2 separate regions of the Mus musculus genome follow, and region 1 is linked to region 2. A link is a contact called in public promoter capture Hi-C data. All regions are on one chromosome and are shown on one strand. Each heading gives the region's core, a stretch centred on a gene start, on an enhancer-like site or on the middle of the called end of the contact. The rest is flanking DNA. Distances are from core to core; before and after follow the strand shown. Region 1 holds the start of 1700007P06Rik (RIKEN cDNA 1700007P06 gene). Region 2 holds the start of 1700023G09Rik (a long non-coding RNA gene).

Evidence for each region. Promoter capture Hi-C pulls out the DNA fragments that hold promoters and counts their contacts.
Region 1: a contact with region 2 is called in a promoter capture Hi-C map of hippocampal neurons, with 4 times the contacts expected there. The contact joins the promoter of 1700007P06Rik here to the promoter of 1700023G09Rik in region 2. A contact is called at or near these places in 11 of 39 promoter capture datasets (the 3T3-L1 cell line, cranial neural crest, embryonic stem cells and 7 more).

What each region holds. Positions count from the first base shown.
Region 1 is chr1:187,122,940-187,129,045 of GRCm38.p6, reverse strand. It overlaps 1700007P06Rik (RIKEN cDNA 1700007P06 gene), which reads right to left and starts at 3,908. Exons shown (of 3, transcript NR_040554.1): 1 at 3,731-3,908; 2 at 3,063-3,416; 3 at 1,194-1,484. The region is part of intron 6 of Spata17 (spermatogenesis associated 17); the gene reads left to right. Gm15509 (predicted gene 15509) reads left to right here and starts at 4,681. Exons shown (of 3, transcript NR_151534.1): 1 at 4,681-6,106.
Region 2 is chr1:186,923,989-186,930,180 of GRCm38.p6, reverse strand. 1700023G09Rik (a long non-coding RNA gene) reads right to left here and starts at 3,563. Exons shown (of 4, transcript XR_865834.3): 1 at 3,104-3,563; 2 at 1,110-1,185; 3 at 625-758; 4 at 1-328. The region is part of intron 1 of Gm39732 (a long non-coding RNA gene); the gene reads left to right.

The sequences.
Region 1 (6,106 bases), core at 2,659-5,158, 200 kb before region 2:
AAGTATGGATCAATTCTCATTCTTCTACATGATAACCACCAGTTCAGCCAGCACCATTTGTTGAAAATGCTGTCTTATTCCCACTGGATGATTTTAGCTCCTTTATCAAAGATCAAGTGACCATAGGTGGGTGGGTTCATTTTTGGGCCTTCAGTTCTATTCCATTGATCTACCTGTCTGTCATTGTACCAGTACCATGCAGTTTTGATAACAATTGCTCTGTAGTACAACTTGAGGTCAGGCATGGTGATTCCACCAGAGGTTCTTTTATCATTGAGAAGAGTTTTTGCTATCCTAGGTTTTTTGTTATTCCAGATGAATTTGCAGATTGCTCTTTCTAATTCGTTGAAGAATTGAGTTGGAATTTTGATGGAGATTGCATTGAATCTGTAGATTGCTTTTGGCAAGATAGCCATTTTTACAATGTTGATCCTGCCAATCCATGAGCATGGGAGATCTTTCCATCTTCTGAGATCTTCTTCAATTTCTTTCTTCAGAGACTTGAAGTTCTTATCATACAAATCTTTCACTTCCTTAGTAAAAGTCACACTATGTGACTATTTTGAAGGGTGTTATTTCCCTAATTTCTTTCTCAGCCTATTTTTCCTTTGTGTAGAGAAAGGCCACTGATTTGTTTGAGTTAATTTTATATCCAGCTACTTCACTGAAGTTGTTTATCATGTTTAGGAGTTCTCTGGTGGAATTTTTGGGGTCACTTATATATACTATCATATCATCTGCAAATAGTGATATTTTGACTTCTTCCTTTCCAATTTGTATTCCTTTGTTCTCCTTTTGTTGTCTAATTGCTCTGGCTAGGACTTCAAGTACTATGTTGAATAGGTAGGGAGAAAGTGGACAGCCTTGTCTAGTCCTTGATTTTAGTGGGATTGCTTCCAGCTTCTCTCCATTTACTTTGATGGTGGCTACTGATTTGGTCTATATTGCTTTTATTATGTTTAGGTATGGGCCTTGAATTCCTGATCTTTCCAAGACTTTTATCATGAATGGTTGTTGGATTTTGTCAAATGCTTTCTCAGTATCTAATGAGATTATCATGTGGTTTTTGTCTTTGAGTTTGTTTATATAATGGATTGTAATGTGGCCTACTTGAACCGGGTACACCTGGGAGGCAGGCTAGGGCTGAAAGAGACTTAGAGGCAAGAGATTAATGGAGACCAAGACATGATTCTGCTCAAGGCCCTCCAGTTTACTAACAGAGTCTACTTATAAAAGGGGAAGGCCCATCCCCCGCCAGTCCATTCTTGGTGTCTGGAGCCAGCCTGTAGGCAATGTGCAGAATAGGATGTTCCTCAGGAATGTCTCAGGGGCTTCTCAGCAGGCAGTGTAGTGTCTTGGAGAGAGCAGTGGCAGGTGACAGAACAAAAGAGCCATCTAGGTCAGAAGGCTCCACCTTAGGTAATTTCCTTCTCAGTGGCAGCAAGGTCAAAATCTGGATCAGCCTGCTTCAGGGCTGAGGGAGGCTACAATGGATTACATTGATTTCAGTATGGTTTCAGTATATTGAACCATCCTTGCATCCCTGGGATGAAACCTATGTGATCATGATGGATGGTCATTTTGATGTGTTCTTGGATTATGTTTGCAAGAATTTATTGAGTGTTTTTACATAAATATTCATAAGGGAAATTGGTCTGGAGTTCTCTTTCTTTGTTGGGTCTTTGTGTGGTTTAGGTATCAGAGTAATTGTGGCTTCATAGAACGAATTAGGTAGAGTACTTTCTGTTTCTATTTTGTGGAATAATTTGAGGAGTATTAGAACTAGTTCTTTTTTGGAACATCTGATAGAACGCTGCACTAAACCCATCTGGTCCTGGGCTTTTTTTGGTTGGGAGACTATTAATGACTGTTTCTATTTCTTTGGGGGATATGGGACTGTTTTGATCGTTAAACTGATCCTGATTTAACTTTACTACCTGGTATCTGTCTAGAAAATAAGCTTGCTGTGTTAAGTCCTCTTGACCAGAAGGCAAGCATACATTTCTGGCCCATAGGGACAGGTTTTAGGGCTATTTTTTGCCTTCTCAGAAAGAGCCCATTAGAGAGAAGTAAACGTGTAATTACCATCTGATTTAGTTACCTCTGCTGCCTAGACAGCAGCTGTAATTTGGAAACAAACAAAGTCCATTCACTACTGCATTGATTGAGATCGAATGAACAGAAACATGTGTCTCTGACACCTTACTCCCAGATTAGGTACGAATGGTTCTTTAAATTAGTAATATTCATATTACTAATAAAGATGCTTTTTAATGATCCAAATGACAAAAATGGACTATTTGTTGCTATATTCAACACCATCTGCAATGCCAAGACATTCGATGGCAGAGGGAGTCAGGATCTTTGCCAGGGACCTGTGGTGGACTAATCAGGGTAGAAACTGGGCACGTGAGGGAAAGAAAGGCCTCAGAACCTAATCCCAGACACCCTTCCCTGCTTGAGTTCAGAACCAGTCAGAGAAAGATGGAACAGATCTGCTTTGTAAGTTCTGGACTCTGTGTCAGAAAGACTTTGATTTTGTGGGATTCTATCACTTCTTTCTGCTTCCCCCACTAAGACAGAGACCAGTCCCATCGCTGTACACAGAAAGGGAAAGAGGGAGGGGGTGTTTGCTTCCCATTGCCAGGCTTGCTTCCCAGAGGAGGAAGGCAGAGGCTAACCTAGGCTACAGCACCATCTGCACCCCAGACTGAAAACTTGTCTTCAGTGCTGCAGCAAAGGAGAGTGAGGAGCACGGGGAACTCCGCTCACTAGAATACAGTGTTGACAGGAGACTTAGGTTAGAGGGGGATGCTCAGACTAACTAGAATGTATCCCTGTTCCCAAAATAGCCACATGGGGGAGGAAGCTTGGCAAGATAGGGGATGAAAACAGCTAAACACAACACTTAGGGATGTTTACGACAGGTGAGAGGTGGGTGAGTGGCAGGAGGGTGAACTTTTCAATATGTAGGGAGAGACTAGCTTCCATGGCATGAAGTGGTAAAGACAGGACCGTTCACGGGCACTGTTGTGTGGAGAATCAGTAGCCCAAATCATTACCGTTGGAGCATCCCAGCATCCTCACTGTTCCCTGGCAGTGCTTCCCTGGCGCTGGGGAACCACACAGCAGATCCACGGCTCTTTATTCCAAGATGCTCGTTTCCCCTTCACACTTGTGGGAGGCGGCGGTGCAAGTCAGTGCTTCTTTTCCCTCAATCCTTAAATATTTTGTTCTAGTTTCTTTCTCTTCTTTCTTCGTTCTCTTCTTCCCTTCCTCCCCCTGTCTCATTCATCAATCCCTTCCTTCCGCCTCCCTTGTCCTCTTCCTTTCTGCCTTCCTTCATTCATGCTGAGCATCATGGTTCTTTCAGCCATGGTTCAGCACAGGTTCTTGAACCATGCTTGCTACCGTACCTGAACATGGGGACCAAAAAAGGGCAACAGTAAAAGTTTCTCGGACATGCAATGACCAAAATTAATCCAAAATCTAACACACAGGAGCTCAGGCTCTTTCTGGTAGTGCTCAGCTATTCTGCACTGTGAGATTTTATTCTGAGCACACAGCATCTAGGCCTGGTAGTGGCGCACCCTTACACGGTGCAATGACAGTGGATAAGCCTGAGGGAAATTGGCAGCCATTATACTTCAGATGTTTCTCTGGTCCTTTCCCACATTCTCGCTCATCATTCACAGTACAGACATGCCACACCTCCACCAAGTGCCCGTACCTCTTGGACATTCTGCTCCAGTTTTGCTTTTTTGTCTTGTTTTGAAATTTATCTTGACAAATCAGAGATCCTTTCCTCAGCCAGGCTCAGTCTCCTAAGAAGCCTCAGAGGCTTTCTTCACTGCTGCTTGAGCAGTGCTTCCTGGGTCCAACTTCATCTCTCCGCTCACACTGGCCATGTGCCCTACCATAGCATTCAGCCTTCTGGAATCCCTGGTGTGGAACTGGATGAATATGGAATGGAATTCTCACATTTATGACATATTTGGGCTTAGGTTTTATGAGTAACTTGCCCCCTTCTATGTCTCTCTTTCTTTGTCTCTGTCTCTCTCTGTGTGTCTCTGTCTCTCTGTCTGTCTGTCTGTCTCTCTCTGTGTTTGTGTGTATGTGTGATATATTCATGCGAATGTGCTGTATGTTGAAGTCAGAGGTCAGCCTTGGTTGTCTGTCCTCACCTACCACTTTATCTGAAAGAGTTTCTTTGTTGTTGGCCAGGTTAACTTGCCTGCACACTTCCTAGGATTCTCCATACTCGCCTCCCATCTGTCTGTGATTTCCCTTTGGACTGTAGTTATTGCCATCATTTTCGTGGTCACTCTGGGCTTTCGCCTAAGTTTATCTTTTAAAGGAGATATGAAAAATCAGGAAATTGAAAAATTATGGCCAAATTCAACTCAAATTCTCAACATTTTGGTAATATCCTTGTGCCACAGTGGCCAGATTGATGTCCCCTGACTGTGCCCCATGTCTTCCCCTCCTTTGCTCCTTCAGTCATTCTGTTGGCCTCAGTGCCTTTCTTCCATTTTTATTACAAAGTTCTATGTAGCCTTAGGACAAATTGTGAGAATTTTGCCTCAGAGACTGAGTTCCATACTGTGTTCTGTGTCTTTGATAACAGGCACTAGGAGATACCCACCATCAGCCAGTTATGCCACAGCCAGTCATGCCAAGTCTTGAGTTTTAACCTCTTTCTTTTAAGAATAGCTTCATGGGATGAAAGCCATCTCTTTGCATATCTTAGATTGAGCAGATTGGTAGGTGTTCTATAGTCATTGATTTTAATTAGGGAATATTGTATTTAAGTTACTTTCTTCTAACCCACATTTCACAGGAAATGCTTTAATGCATAATATTGATGAGAACAGCAAATTCACTTCTGAAAAAGCAAGATTTTTTTTTACTTAATAAAGACAGCTATTTAAAATATTTCTGATCATATTATAGTAAAATAATAGTAAATCTTTGTTTCTTCTCCTTCTAGAAATACTTAAAGAAAATAAAAATTCCTCCACAATAAAACAGGCAACCACAGTATCTATGGGGCGTCCTTTGCACCTCTACCTTTCCCTGACCAAAGCTCTGAGGGCCCTAGTGATCTCTTCCAGACAAGCAGAGCCCCAGGGAGTACTGGAGTCTCTTCCAGGCAAGAAGAATTGTGGGGCGGGGAAAGAGCTGGAATCTTCTTCTAGTGAATCAGGGCTGAATGCAGTTGTACTGCACTCCTGAGTTCCTCTGGAAGAACAGCCAGCAAGTGAGCACACCAGCCACAGGCAGACGTTAGTGGAAAATGGCCCCTGTGTGCTGCTGTGCAGGCCTGAGCTCTCAGAAGGCGGCGTGCTCATGTCTCAGGTCTGCTTTAACAGGCCTTTGCTGTACTTTGAATGACACCTTTAAGAAGTCTGCTTTCCTCTTTCCTCGATGTTCCTCTTCTTTCTTCCCTCCCCTCCCCTCCCCTCACCTCCCCTCCTCTCCCCTCTTCTTCTCTTTCCTTTTCTTTTCTTTTCTTTCCTGTTCAGTTCTGTTCTGTTCTGGTGGCAGGGGTAAGGACAGAATCTAGGACCTGACATGTTATAGGCAAGGACTACAGCTCAGAGACAAAGTGACAAAGAGTCACAAACGGAGGCCTGTGGGAAGTATATCGGCTTCCTAAGGTTTAAGCTAATGTGCTTTTAAATAATAAGACAGAGCAGCTACTAAGACTACCCAGACCCCGAATTTTCTTAACCACAGTAAAACAAACAGCATGTGTGCGAAGATAGTAATGGTTAGCTTTTGTGTATATATTTTTAATTGCTTTATGTCAATATGTTCATATCACAGATACTTTAGTGAGAGCCCAGTGATGAGTTCAGCCTGAGGTGCAGGAGGAATGACCATGCTTCCTCTAAGTCCTCAGCTGGGACAATCCCGTGTGCAGTAGCCTCCTGCACCCTGGGCTGCAGCAGTGGCAGGCAACATTCTCCTAAGAGCAGGGCAATTCCTTGCTGAGTGGGGGTTTTGTGAATCCCATAGCACACGTAGGCTGACGCTGTGCTAGAATGTCTTGCCATTGTTGTCCAGCAGCCCCTTCCATGGCAAGTAGTCCACTCAGTTCTCA
Region 2 (6,192 bases), core at 2,314-4,813:
TTTAGAGATAGAAGAAAATAGATAGAACTCAATGATACATTTAAAAATTTAGATGTTCAAATCTGTTATTTTTGAGATTATTTTTATTATATTTTAATATACATATTTTTTTTTAAAATGTGGGTTTGTGCACTTGAGTACAGGTGCCCTTGGAGTCTGGGAAGAAGACATTGGATCACCTAGAGCCGGATTTAGAGATGGTTCTAAGATGTCCAACATGGGTGCTGAAAACAGAGATATCTCTGGTCTTCTGCTAGGGCAGTCATCTCTCTTAGTGGCTGAGCCATCTCTCTAGTCCATCAGATCTGGTTTTGGAAACTCATATAAGCTGTGGGGATCAGATAGAATGACACAGAAGACTAAGTCATTTGTGCTGTCCTCAATATTTAGGACATCCTTTGTGTTATAGTTTACATTGTACACAGTGCAAATATTTATTATCATTACAACAGAGGCGGGGGCTAATTGACTTGCAGAGTTCATTTTCTTGTCAATAAATTTGTATTTAGTTTTAGAAATTTGTGACCTTTCTAGAATAAAATAATTGTCTATGAAATTGAAAGACACAAAGTAAAGGTACCGTGCCCCCTATGTTGTGCACCCCTTTTTATCTAATGAACTTACTAAGCAGATTCTCTTTCTGTGTTGACGTAAATGCTGTGTGCCTGGCACAGTCATAGGCTGATGCTGAAACTCCTTCCAGCGCTGGTTTGCTCTTTTTGATGGAGATTCACCTTTCTAAGCACCTCATCTTCATACTTATGTGAACAGAGAGCAGACAGCTGTTTCCCTACAAGCACCACACTTGGACCCACAGACATGCAAATTAGCTGACACACACTTAGTGCAGTTGCATTTTTATTACATTTACTCACTTCCTAACAAGCCTCCTTGACAGTAGCTGAAGCAAGACCCTCTAAATGTAGCTCTAAATGCGCACTTTAAAAAAAATGAGATTAAAAAAAGACACCTGGAAAGAAACAAACCAGAGTAAGATTTCCTTAGTTCTTAACTTCGAGGCTACCGTGAAAACATTCTTCCAAAATAAATAAAATAGTTTGAAGCTTCAAATCTGTGAAATTTGTCATGATAATCAGCATATGACTTACCTCTGTGTCCCAGGCCGCAGCCAGAGGTCCAGAAGTGCTGGCCCCTAACCAAGCAGCTATTGACAGTTGATGGCTTCTGAAGGAAAAAGAGTTTTCTTTAAGGATATGATGATTCCTGGTAGGTCAGACATACCCCAGGACACGGCTACACAGATAAGAGTATACGGGCAATACAGGTTTTCAGTTCACTTAAAAAACAGGTCTTGAGGTTGGAAAGGAGTAGGGTGTTAGAGGGTGGATCTGGGAGGAGTTAGGGGGTGGTATGTGGGCAAATGTGTTATTAAAATTCATTGTATACATATATGAAATTCCCAAAGAATTATAGATTACATTTTAACAAAGAAAAGTAGACATTCCCTTCCCCTGAAATTGTCAGCCGGGTCACTGTAAGGAGCTAATGACTTTGTTTTGTGTTTCAAGTTGTCATCAGACACAACAAGTCATTGCTTTTCAAATTTCCTCCTAAAAACACTCTTCCCTTTCCACCCTTGACAATGCTGTATTTTAGAAGGAAAGATGCCCCAAAAGACAAGGGCTTTCTTGAAAAGTCTGATACCTAAGCAAGGAAAACGGGGTCCTTGAGGGTGCTGAGGGTGATTGTGTCAGGTTGTGTACCAAGCACTGTCTATGGGGTAAAAACAAGCACTCATGCTTATATAAATATGGTATTTAACAAATGTTTAGGATGCATGTGTGTGTGTGTGTATGTATGTGTATATGTATGTGTGTGTATATATATATACATATATATATATCATAGATTACCCTCTTTATAGTTAAGCATGTACTAAAATTACATGCTTAAAATTATAATTACAAATCTTATTGTTATTAATATTATAATTTAGAAATTTTTTTATTTCTGGATTTCCAACCTCCAGTGGGATAGATTATGAGTTATAATTATATATAATTTTACTAAGTCTGAGACAGGAAGATCATTGCAAGTTCAAACCCAGTCTGGGCTATTCAGTGGGTTACAAGTTAGACTGGACTAGGTTGAAAACCTGTCCCAGAACAAAAGGGAGAGAGGGAAGAAGAAAGAGTAATAGATTTTTCTCCCTAACTCAGTGCAATTAAATGCATCTCTGAGAATAGCAAACAGATTCTGGAGTGACCCATTGGAGAGACAGGGAACATATCTTCAGTCCTGTGGACAATAGAAGCCACATACTTAAAATTCCAATTTAATTGTAGTCTTAATTAACCGGAATTTGAAATTTCACGAACGTTTTCTTTTTTTCCTTATTCTGAGACAGTGCTTTGTGTAGCCCAGGCTGGTTTCCAACTAGTCACGTAGCTATGGACAACCTTAAACCCAGGTCCTCAGGTACCAGCCTCCCTCTTAGGTGCTGGGATTCCAGGCATGTGATGTCATAATCAGTTTGCAGAGTTTAAAATTTCAAAGCTAGTTATCAGAGTAAAGTAATAGACTAACTAACCAGCATTCCTGGTTAGAACTAACCAGGTATAGTCATAGAAAATAGCCACCATTCCAGAGATTATTCTTTTCTTGCCAGGATCTAATGACTCCAGGGCTCTTCTCAGCTTCTGCCCCAGAGAAATAGCCTGGCAGCCGTATAAGCCAGTCACAAGCTTTCCTGATCTGAGTCCATCTGGTCTTATGCAAAAACCACCTCTGTTTCCTGGAATGGTGTAGTCCTGTTATTTTTTTCCCTATGTAATACCCCCCAATAAGATTTTAAGATGAGTTCCTCACAAAATTATGACTATTATATTAAATAAACAGGAATATCATTAAAACCTAAAGAAAGGGGCAGAAGTAATTTCAGTACCAGTCATTTCTTCTTAGTGAATGCTTTATCTAAACGGTCGTTGAACTCTCCTCCTCTCAAATCGAGCTCACTTAAAACTCTAATGTTGGATTTGCTCCCATACCAGGTAGATGCAGTCACTGCCAGCACCAGGCTGGGCTTCCTGCATTTACCCATCACTTCACAGACCACCTCACATCATCCTCACAGCCTTCACACCTCCAATCCCAAAGTCTCTCTCTGTGCTACAGCCGAACACCTTGGGAATTCTTTTGATCTGCATCTGTCTAATAATCTCATCTCCATGCGCAGAAAGCACTGGAAGTTTGCTGTCCGTCCTCCAGGTTAAGGTTGTCCGCTCTTCAAAGAAATTTAAGATCATCAAAGCCTCTTGGAGAGCAAAGCGCTCCACTGGTTTGAGTAAAACTGACATCACAATAGTTCACCAAAGAGCTGTGGGTCCTCCCACAGCAGTGTGCGCGTGATGAGCTCCGGGACCCCCTCAAGCCCCAGGGTTCCTTCCACACAGCTGCTGGAGGAATAACAGCCACCAACATCCCACAACATCAAGGCAACAGCAGCGCTGAAATGGAATGTACAGTTAAATAAAACCCAAACTCCAGATCCCTTCTCTGAAAGGGCCTAATTTCTTTCCCCTCTTGGAGTGGCTTTGAAACAGGGCTCGTTCTACAGGCAAGAAGAGTCTTTGTTCACTGATTGCTTGTGATGTAATTAGCTGATGGTCAGGCTCCTGCATATTTTGTGTGAACAGGACAACAATGTGTGTGTGTGTGTGTGTGTGTGTGTGTGTGTGTGTAAGAGGCTTAGCCAATCTGGAAATCTTTTGAATTTTAAGACACAATTAGTCTGAGTCATTACAATAGCAGCAGGAGAAAGCAGCAAGGCCAGCCACTTCGTTGTGAGTCAGGAATTTTTACCTCAGGAAATGAGAATGCTGCTCTTCTCTTCTCACTTGTAGCAGTGGGAAAAAGAGTCTGAATTGAGTGATTTTAGACCCAGAAAGCTGCTGTTTAGAATTCCCAGCTCTCCTTAAGCCAGGGTCTACAAGCTGAATGTTGGTTTCCAAGAGATTTTTAGTTGACTTTTTTTTTTTTCCTCTGTGACTTTGGATGTTATTTTGATGACAGATTATCAAAACACTAAAATCTATGTTAGAAACATCACTAGCAATGAGGAAAAATAAAAGGGGGAAATAGACCTTGGTCATGACTGTTAAACAGAGAGAATATTGAAAACCTCTTTTTTTTTTTTTTTTTTTTTGGAAGAAAACAAAAGGCCAAGCTGCATATGTTTACTAAGTTTGCTATGACATTAGAGTGACTTTTGAATTTCATGTTGACAGGAACTAAGCTGTTCAGTTACTGCCATCTTATGTCTCAGACTTCTCCGTGCATGGCCTCTGGTTTGTGCCTCTCAGATTTCTAGAGACCCAGAAGAGAGCTTTGAATATCTTGTGAGTTCATCCACAATGATTCCCCTCTCTCTCTCTCCCCCCACCCCCCCCACCCTGAGTGTGTGTGTGTGTGTGTGTGTGTGTGTGTGTGTGTAGGACAGTGGGTTTGATTAAGGAGAAGCACCCTCCCTGGCTTTCCCAGATCACATCCATCACGTTGATCAGCCCCCGAAAGGCAACATATTGTCTGGGACCGGGCCAAGGAGGGATATCAATTTCACAATTGCACTTACGTCGTTCAGCCAGGAACCGGTTTATTTTTGGCTAGTGCAGTCTGAGACCCACTTTGGAAGCTTCATTCACAGGTTCTCGCTTTCTGCCAGCTTCTTGGGAACTTTCTCTTTAGTCAAACAGAGGCGTCTCTTTGCAAAGCAAATTCGCCCCCTGTGTGCCAGTCTGGAACCAGACATCTTCCATAAGTCATGTTTTATATTTTAAGAGTTCTGAGAGTTTTTCCTCTTCTATTATTAATTCTTTTACAAAGAGAGATTTTTATCAAGGAAAAGGGATTCCTTTCAAACATAGATCTAAGAAAAAGCCATGGTGGGTAGCAATATTATTTGAGGAAAGTTTTTTAAAAGCAACAATTGTATCAAGAATTTGTGACATCAGCTAATAGCAACGACAGTGATAAAATATCATTTATGCTGTTAAGAAGCCAGCCCTATTGAGGCGCATGGCTTTTGCTGTCTGGCATCTAAGTGTCTAAATGTCTTTTTAAATGATTTTTTAATATTGTATGTTGAGAAGTAACAGAGTTACATATTGTGGTTCAGGTCCTTGTCAACATTTAACACAGATGGTTCACAGCACTCTGACCATGGTCACTACTTGTATGTTTTCCCCTTTAAAACACATAGCCCGTTAATTCATTTACTGTGCTAGTTTTTCTTACTGGACAATTTCTCACCCTTTGTAGTCACTGCTCTTGCCTGGAATTTTGCCTGATCAGGAAAAGTATGCTCACAAGGGAGAAAATTATGTGGATTATTAAAGCAACTATTTGAGGGAGGGAGGGAAGAAGGGAGGGAGGGAGGGAGAGAAAGAGAGAGAGAGATCTTTGGAATATCTCGAGTTTTAGTGAATTGTCACAAGTAACTCAAGTTTAGTGTGTCATTTGTGTTTTGTGAATTATATAACAAATTACAGAAATAAATTAAGTAACTTCCTAAAATATGCACCTGTTTCGTTCTAATAGTCGAAAAAATTTTAGTGTTAAACTTCAAATGCCAAATAATACTTTTTTTCTCAGAGTTACATTCTGATAGATAAGTGCTTAGTGGTGGCACTGATAGTAAATACGATTAAGTAACTATTTATTAAACAAATATTTGTGAGGCATATGTATCAGGCTTAATGGTGAGTGTGATACTATTCTTTCGGCTTTAAAATATCCTCCCGGGGTAGATTTAGTACTAGCTGCAAGCATGAAACGGAGCATTCTGTTTAAATCATCTTCCTCAGAGAGCCTAGGTCTCCCTCAGCCGGCGCCCAGGTTTGCTCATTTGAGCGAGGTTCCTTTTGCGTTGTTGGAATGAGGGGAAACTTCCTTACTGTTTTCTCAGCGTCCTGAAAGGATGCCAGCCAGTCACAGTGTGCCAGGAAAACCAGCCCAGCTTCTGTTCTGAGCACAGTATTGGGGTTATAATAAGCACCGGCTCCTTAGCATGTTGAAATGAGCTGACGTGTGCTAATGACCCCCAGCGAGAACTATCTCTGAAATGTACGGCTACATTCTTTAATTACCTGTAAATGGTTTCCTTGAATTATTTGAAAATGATTCCGTTTGGGTTTGGGGAATAAAATGACTCTCTCATAGCCTGTGTTTACAGTT